Linked DNA regions of Rattus norvegicus: region 2 is linked to region 1. A link is a contact called in public Hi-C data. All regions are on one chromosome and are shown on one strand. The core of a region is the stretch at or near the end of the contact, and the rest is flanking DNA. Distances in the headings are between cores, read along the strand shown.

Region 1 (3,431 bases), core at 64-2,563:
GGCATTCTGTAATACATCTGCAGAGGCAAAGGTCTGTCACCTTAAGAGCAGGTTGTCTTAAATAACTAATTTTACCTGAAAACACTTGTCTCATACATTAAATTTTTAAACAGGTATGTTTCCTCTACAGAAAAATCAGTTCTTTGTGCTAGTCTTACTTTATATACTTTTTGACATAGAGACCTTGGATGCTGGTACCGTTCAGTCTTGCTTTAGTATCCAGATGTTCACAATGTTCGTTAAGTTATTTTTGATAGTTACAATGCAAATCACTCATGCCAAGAGTTATTTGGTGTTTAATTTCTTCTAAGGGATTATTAGGAAGATATAATCTCTTTTTTGATCTTCTATGAACACAAATCAAGATAAGAGAATTTCTGGGGCACCACACTCTGTGGTACAAGTAATCTGGTTCACTAGAAACAATTCTCAGCAGGTGGGTTGAAAACCACGCGGGTAAGACTCGTCACTCATCCACGTCATTCCAAACCACGAGAGCCCCCAAACACTTACCAGATCCACAAACGACAAAAATGAAGAGGGCCAATAACCAGGGTCCTACCGACGCCTTTTCTTCGGGGGCATTTCTCTGCAAAAAGAAAAACCCAGTTTCAAATGCAGAGAAACCACTCTCGGATCCCGGACTCCCATGGCCTGCACCCCAGGCCAGATGGCCAGACCAGCAACTCACAGATCTCTCCTCCCACCCTAGATTCCACCGCAGCGGGAGTCCGGAGTCAGGCGGGTCTGGAGAGAGCTAGCCGCGGCCATGGCCCCGGCCCCGGCCCCGGCCCCGGCCCCAGCCCCGGCGCGGGCCTCAGCCCCCGGCCCCAGCATGGAGAAGGGTGCCCGCTTTTCCTTACCGAGGTCTTAGCGACGTTGCCGCGCTGAGTTATGTTCTTGCTGTGCTTCTCGTTGGCCATACGGATCCTCTGCTTGGCGACCATCTTCGCGGCGCCACCTGCCCCAAGAACCTCTCGGACTCGCTCGCTTGCCGTTCCCCGGCCACCGGGAGGCTCGGCTCGCGGTGCCTACGCCGCCTACGGCCACTGGGCCGGGACGCCAAGCGCTGGAGCACCGGCAACCTCCGATCACAGCGGTCTGAGCAACCGAGGGGCGGCGCGCCGGAGAAAGAGGGCCGCAGGACCGGGAGGAAAGAGTCCAACCACCCGACAGTGCAGCCGGCAACCTCGAACTAGTTCGGGTTCGGCTGCCAACGTCAGCACTGGGCAGACCCCGCCCCGCGGAAGTATGGACTCCGCCCGCTCCAGAGAAGGAGGGCGAGGGCCGGCCGCCGCTGCAGCCAGGCCCTTCCACGCTCGGGAAAGCGAGGAGCCAGAGCTGCGCGTGCGCACTCGGAAACCGGAAGTGAATTGGCCCCGAGGCTGGCGGCGCCGGAAACACCAACTCGCAGTCACTGTGCTTGGGGAGACGTGTAGAGGCCGGGTTCGGCCTTTATTGAACTCTCACCCCAGCGCATGGGTTTCTCTTTCCGGGACAAGATGGCGCCGTCCACACCGCTGTTGACAGGTGAGTTCCGAAAGCGCGAGAGACTCTTTCTTTACAGTGGTTTCTTTCTGTGTCTTCGTGCTGGAGAATTACTTAGCAGACCTAGGAAGTCTGGCTTGCATTTTCTCCTGGAAGGACCAGACTGTCTTTTGGTTTATTTGACAATAGCACGCCAATGGGAAGTGAATTCTCCGTCTCCAATATTCCCTCCTCCCAGTTATCCATCCGTCGTTCTTCAACTTCTATAGGAATAGACAGGTAACAGAAAGTACGATTTTGATGTGTGACTTCTGGTCTGTAATACTGGTGCTGCTCGGACCCTTCTTAAGTCATCTGCCTATATAATAGAAGAAACGTGACTCCACATCATTTCATCTGAACTTAAGTAATTATGTTACTTAAAAATTATGTACTCCCTATTTTTATGAGGTTTGTGGAACTCGATAGGGAGCAAGGCATTGCTAGTATAAGTTAGATTTCATGATGAAGATTGGCTTAGGGTGGCAAAAGTAAGCAGGATAATGATAGTCTAATGTTTTCAGGTGAAGCAGTTGTGAGAATTGAAGTAGAACAGTAGAAGACTCTGGGAATTTGAAGCTGACACTGATTATGGTGCTTAAAAACAGGGCTGGAGAGATGGCTCAGCGGTTGGGAGCACTGACTGATCTTCCAGAGGTCCTGAGTTCAAATCCCAGCAACCACATGGTGGCTCATAATCATCTATAATGGAATCCAATACCCTCTTCTGATGTGTCTGGCAGCTACGTTATACTCATACATATAAAATAAATAAATAAATCTTTAAAAACAAACAAACAAACAAACAAACAAACTTGGACAACACCGGGAAAGGTGCTATGATATATTATGGTAGGGCTTGGGTGTGTAAGTTTGAATAAACAAAAGAATTCAAATAGAAAAGAATTGGGAAAGAAAAAAAACGTTGATAACAATGTAGGAAGAAAGATAAAATCACTAGGACATAAGTCTTACTTTTGTGAATTGGAAGTTACGTCCTTCTGAGCCATGGCAAAACTGTTATACTTCTTGCCAGTCTAGGAATACACTTTAAGATCCGTGCTTACTCGTGTTCAGTTAGACTACCATAATTTATTCACCAAATATTTATAAAATGCTAGTTATAATCTTCTAAACACTACACCCGACAGATTGCTTTCTTATATTTAGATTTATTTATTTATTTGTGTGTCTGTATCTGAGCATGTACACAAGAGCGCGGGTCTTTTTTTTTTTAAACATGTATTTATTATGTATATATCATACAGCTTTCTGCCTGTATGTATGCCTACAGGCCAGAAGAAGGCACTAGATCTGATTTTAGATGGTTTGAGCCACCATGTGGTTCCTGGGAATTGAACTCAGGACCTCCGAAAGAGCAGACAGTGCTCTTAACCTCTGAGCCATCTCTCCAGCCCAGGAGCACAGGTCTTAAGAGTACCAGAAGAGAGTGTGGGCGTCCCTGGAGCTGGAGTTAGAGTTGTGGGCCTCACCTTAAGTGAGTGCTGAGAACTGAACTTATTTCTTCGGGAAGAAAAGCAAGTACTCTTAATGCTGAGCCATCTCTCCAGCCCTCTGACACTATTTAAATGGCATGATTTTGTAATTAAATCAGTTGTTTCTCTAATTTCATAAAGATAACTTTGTTTAGAGGTTTAATACTAACTGAATATTTAAATTTTACTTTAAAAAGCGATTAAATGTTCTGCCCTTCTGAGGCAGTGTAAAATCCATCCTCTTTAGCCCAGCATATGGATCTCTTACAATCCTAGAACAGCTCTTGACATATTGCATGGGCATCCCGCCTTATTTTGTGTCCCATTAGTACTGAGTTGTCACAGCCCTTTAAGCTATTCTTTGGAATTATCCTATTCTTTCTGTTGACTTGGCACGCTACTTAAAGC
Region 2 (3,403 bases), core at 839-3,338, 170 kb after region 1:
CCTAAACCCTCATTCAAACCCTTATTCAAATAAGCTACTTTAACTGTGCTTGTAGTTGGGCAGAAGACCAAAGTAACTCACTCATTTTACTGATTTGACTCGGAAGTCTAAAATGAAAATCTCCAGTGAGCTATTTTTAGTTTAAAACAGATCTTGCCCTAAAAACTAATCACCACTGAGGAGATAATGCAAGACAACTTAAACTGTCTCAGGTAGAACAATTACTTTCATTAAAAAAAAATCTCAGAAATATTAACATTATTCCCACCTACAACTTTAGAAAATGAACTCGTTGGTAGAGGTCTAGATTAGAGAGAGGCATATAAATGAGGTTGTAAGGCTTTTTTTTTTTAAGGGCTTCAGTACTGGCAACAGTATAACCACACAAATGTAACCTATCATTTAAAATACAGAAGATCAAGTCAAGTTTCAGACATGAAACAGGTGAGGATATTAATTTGTAAAGCTGGTTGTAAAAGGGAAAAAACATTATCTCTGTGGGTACTTTTAAAAAAGCTTTCAGAGGCAGACATTAACGATTCTATTAATTTAGCTGTGCGGGTGTAAATGTAGGCTCTAAACGAACAGGTGGAACAAGGGAATGAGAGCTTGCACTTTGGCTTGTGGTTTGCTTCTCCTCCCTACTCCCCAGGAGCACAGGTAACTCTTTAAATAAAATGCTGGCACTGAAGAGAACTAACAAAGCTCTTGAGTGTCCTCGATGAGTCCTCGTGGTCGCGCTTAGGTAATAAACAACAACCAGACCAAACCAAACCAAACCCCAAACAGCAGCCACAATTTCAGAGTTCTCCCCAAGTCTGGGAGGCTGCGAGAAGGCGTGGCTTGCAGGATTTTTTCCGCACTCGAGTGAAGCAGGCAGTATCCGCTTCCCCTGTGTAAGCGCACTCTCAAGAGAGCTCCCAGATCTTGGGCACTGGGTCCATTCCTAACCATGCTTGTTGCTGGAAACCGTCCGTGTCCTTCCTCCACAATCTACACGGTCAGCTTCCCAGTTTTAGTTAAGCTGTCCAGCCTTACAGAGCACACCCCTGCAGGGGACGCGGCGGCACTCGGTTGAAAGAGCTGGGATGCTTCTAACCCGCAGCAAGTGCCAACTTAATCTACAGTCAGTGCTCTGGCAAACATCAACCCTAGTTGCTAGTTCCCAAAATGGACAGGTGGGCGGTTAACAATAGGCACACACACCCACACACACACACACACACACACACACACAGAGAGAGAGAGAGAGAGAGAGAGAGAGAGAGAGAGAGAGAGAGAGAGTGTTAGAGAGACAGACACATGGAGAAGGAGACAGAAAGAAGGAAAGCAGTGATATGCCATTCGCTTCTCAGGGCCTTCAAGTGCGCTGGAGGGCACTGGAACTCTGGAAGGTTCCTTGGCAGATTTGCGGATGGTGGTTGGACTTACCTTACAGGGAAACAGAACTGCCGAGGCGACCTTCTCCATAGCCAGGTTCCTGATGCTGGGCGTTAGGGCGCCCCTGCACGTCGGGCAGCAGCTCAACTTCTGGCGGCATTGGTTACACACCAGGTGCCCGGCCTGGCACTGCAGAATGGGGGGCAGGACATAGTCAAAACAGACCGGGCACTCGAAGAGCGAGGTCAGCTCGTGGTGCTGCGGGGACACTGGGCCGGCCCCGCCGCCGGCGCCGGGGCCTGAGATCACCGCTGCCGCGGCGGGCACCGCGGACGAGCCGGGGCCCGCAGCCGAGATGGTGGCGGCAGCCGGGGGCGCAGCCGGGGACGGGGCGTGCGGGGTCTGAGGCGGCGGCGGCTGCTTGCTGCAGGGTTTGTTAGCGCTGGGGCCGGTGGAGGACGGGCGGCTCATCGCGCTCCGAGCCCACCATGGACCTGCGGGCTTCTGCCTGCCGCGGGGCCGCCCGGGTTAAGGCGGTGCGCGCCCCGCGGGTGGCGGGCTCCGGGGTAACGCCACGGCGCCCAGTCCGGGGACCGGGCGCGGACCCGACCAGCACCGGGAGGGCGGGGACGCGACCGCGCCGATCCTCTCGGCGGCGCCCGGAGTGGTCGACGCTCTCGGGGATCGCGGCCGTGCGGTGCCCTCCTCCGGAGGCGTTCTGGTGCGCAAAGCCCTGGCCCACCCGCTTCAGGAGCCGCAGCTGACGCAAGCCCCGGGGGCGCGCGCGGACGTGACGCTAAGACACGTGTGCGGCCGACCCGGCACTCTGGGACTGGCAGAGCCACCCTGCGGCCCGCGCAGCTCCGCCCGGCCCAGCTGGCAGCGCCGGAGCGGTTTCCCGCTGGGAACACTTGACTCGGTCGGTCGCCGCCGCGCGGGGTCGCTTCTCGGCGGTGGCGGAAGCCAGCCGGCAGCGCAGGGAGAGGACGCAGCCCAAGTCTTCCGACTCTTCCCAGGGGACCTACACCGACGCGCACAGGACTCCAGCCAGAAGGGCAACTGCTGGCCCGGCGTGGGCGTGGACGGCGCGCGAGTGCGCCAGGGGTGGGGCGGGGCAGGGGCGGGGCTCGGAATCCCCACGTTTCTTTTAGGGTTGAGTCATTGACGCGCCGGAGAAGCTTGCGATCTTGCTGCTCAGCCCGTAGCTTGACACGCGGGGGCGGGACCCGGAGTCGGGCGGGAGCCGCGCGAAGGCCTCGGGTGTGGCCGGGCAGTTAGGTATGAGGGTAGACTCTCCAGTGGTCCTGCCCTTAAGGCTAGGAGGTAAACCCGCGGTTTTCCTTCAAAAGCCCACTGGCGAAAGCTTCTTGGAATTATTTGGCCGCCTCCGGTCCAAGAGAACCCGGACCTCTTGGAGATCTCTGGCTCGGTGGAGAATTAAAATCTCCAAGGAATACCATACACGTGGGTTGGGTTTGTGAGGCCCAAAATGACAGGAGACCCTCTACTATCTGAGTCCTTAATATCTAGTCCTGGTCCAAGCCTTAGGCTTTGAAGCTTACCTGGGGCTTTAAGAGGAAGGTAAAGGATTGTGAGTTCAACGTACCTGTTACCAACCCTCCTCAGCTTGACAGGATTGGTGCTGGATTCCTCCTGAGTCTTCTTTATACACCCCGACATGTGGACTGTCTCAGAGGTGTAAAGTAAGATGTAGACTTAGAGGTGTAGAATAAAGGGCACCTACAGGGGCTGGAGAGATGCCTCAACGTACTATTCTTAGAGGACCAAACTTTGGTTTCCAGAACCTACAATCGCCCATAACCTCAGCTCCAGGGGATCTGATGCCGTTTGGCACCAGTATACATCGTATACACACATGCCCATAAATAAAAATTAAACCTTAAGGGGGTGTTGGGGTGGGGCAGGGGGCATCTACACCCCACCTTCCGATCAAGCAACAAGAGAATTCTACAAGGGTTCCCCTAGTCTCCAGGCAGTCACCATTCAGAACCCATCGAGGTCA

What was found. Hi-C and Micro-C count contacts between places; a contact is called where the count stands out from the background.
Region 2: a Hi-C map of liver shows a contact between it and region 1, with 3 times the contacts expected there. The contact joins the promoter of Siah2 here to the promoter of Serp1 in region 1. A contact is called at or near these places in 2 of 12 Hi-C or Micro-C datasets (liver and mammary epithelial cells).

What each region holds. Positions count from the first base shown.
Region 1 is chr2:144,909,874-144,913,304 of GRCr8, forward strand. Serp1 (stress-associated endoplasmic reticulum protein 1) reads right to left here and starts at 1,314. Exons shown (of 3, transcript NM_030835.2): 1 at 864-1,314; 2 at 514-589. The coding sequence starts at 947. Eif2a (eukaryotic translation initiation factor 2A) reads left to right here and starts at 1,487. Exons shown (of 14, transcript NM_001399818.1): 1 at 1,487-1,530. The coding sequence starts at 1,503.
Region 2 is chr2:145,079,587-145,082,989 of GRCr8, forward strand. It overlaps Siah2 (siah E3 ubiquitin protein ligase 2), which reads right to left and starts at 2,089. Exons shown (of 2, transcript NM_134457.2): 1 at 1,432-2,089. The coding sequence starts at 1,851.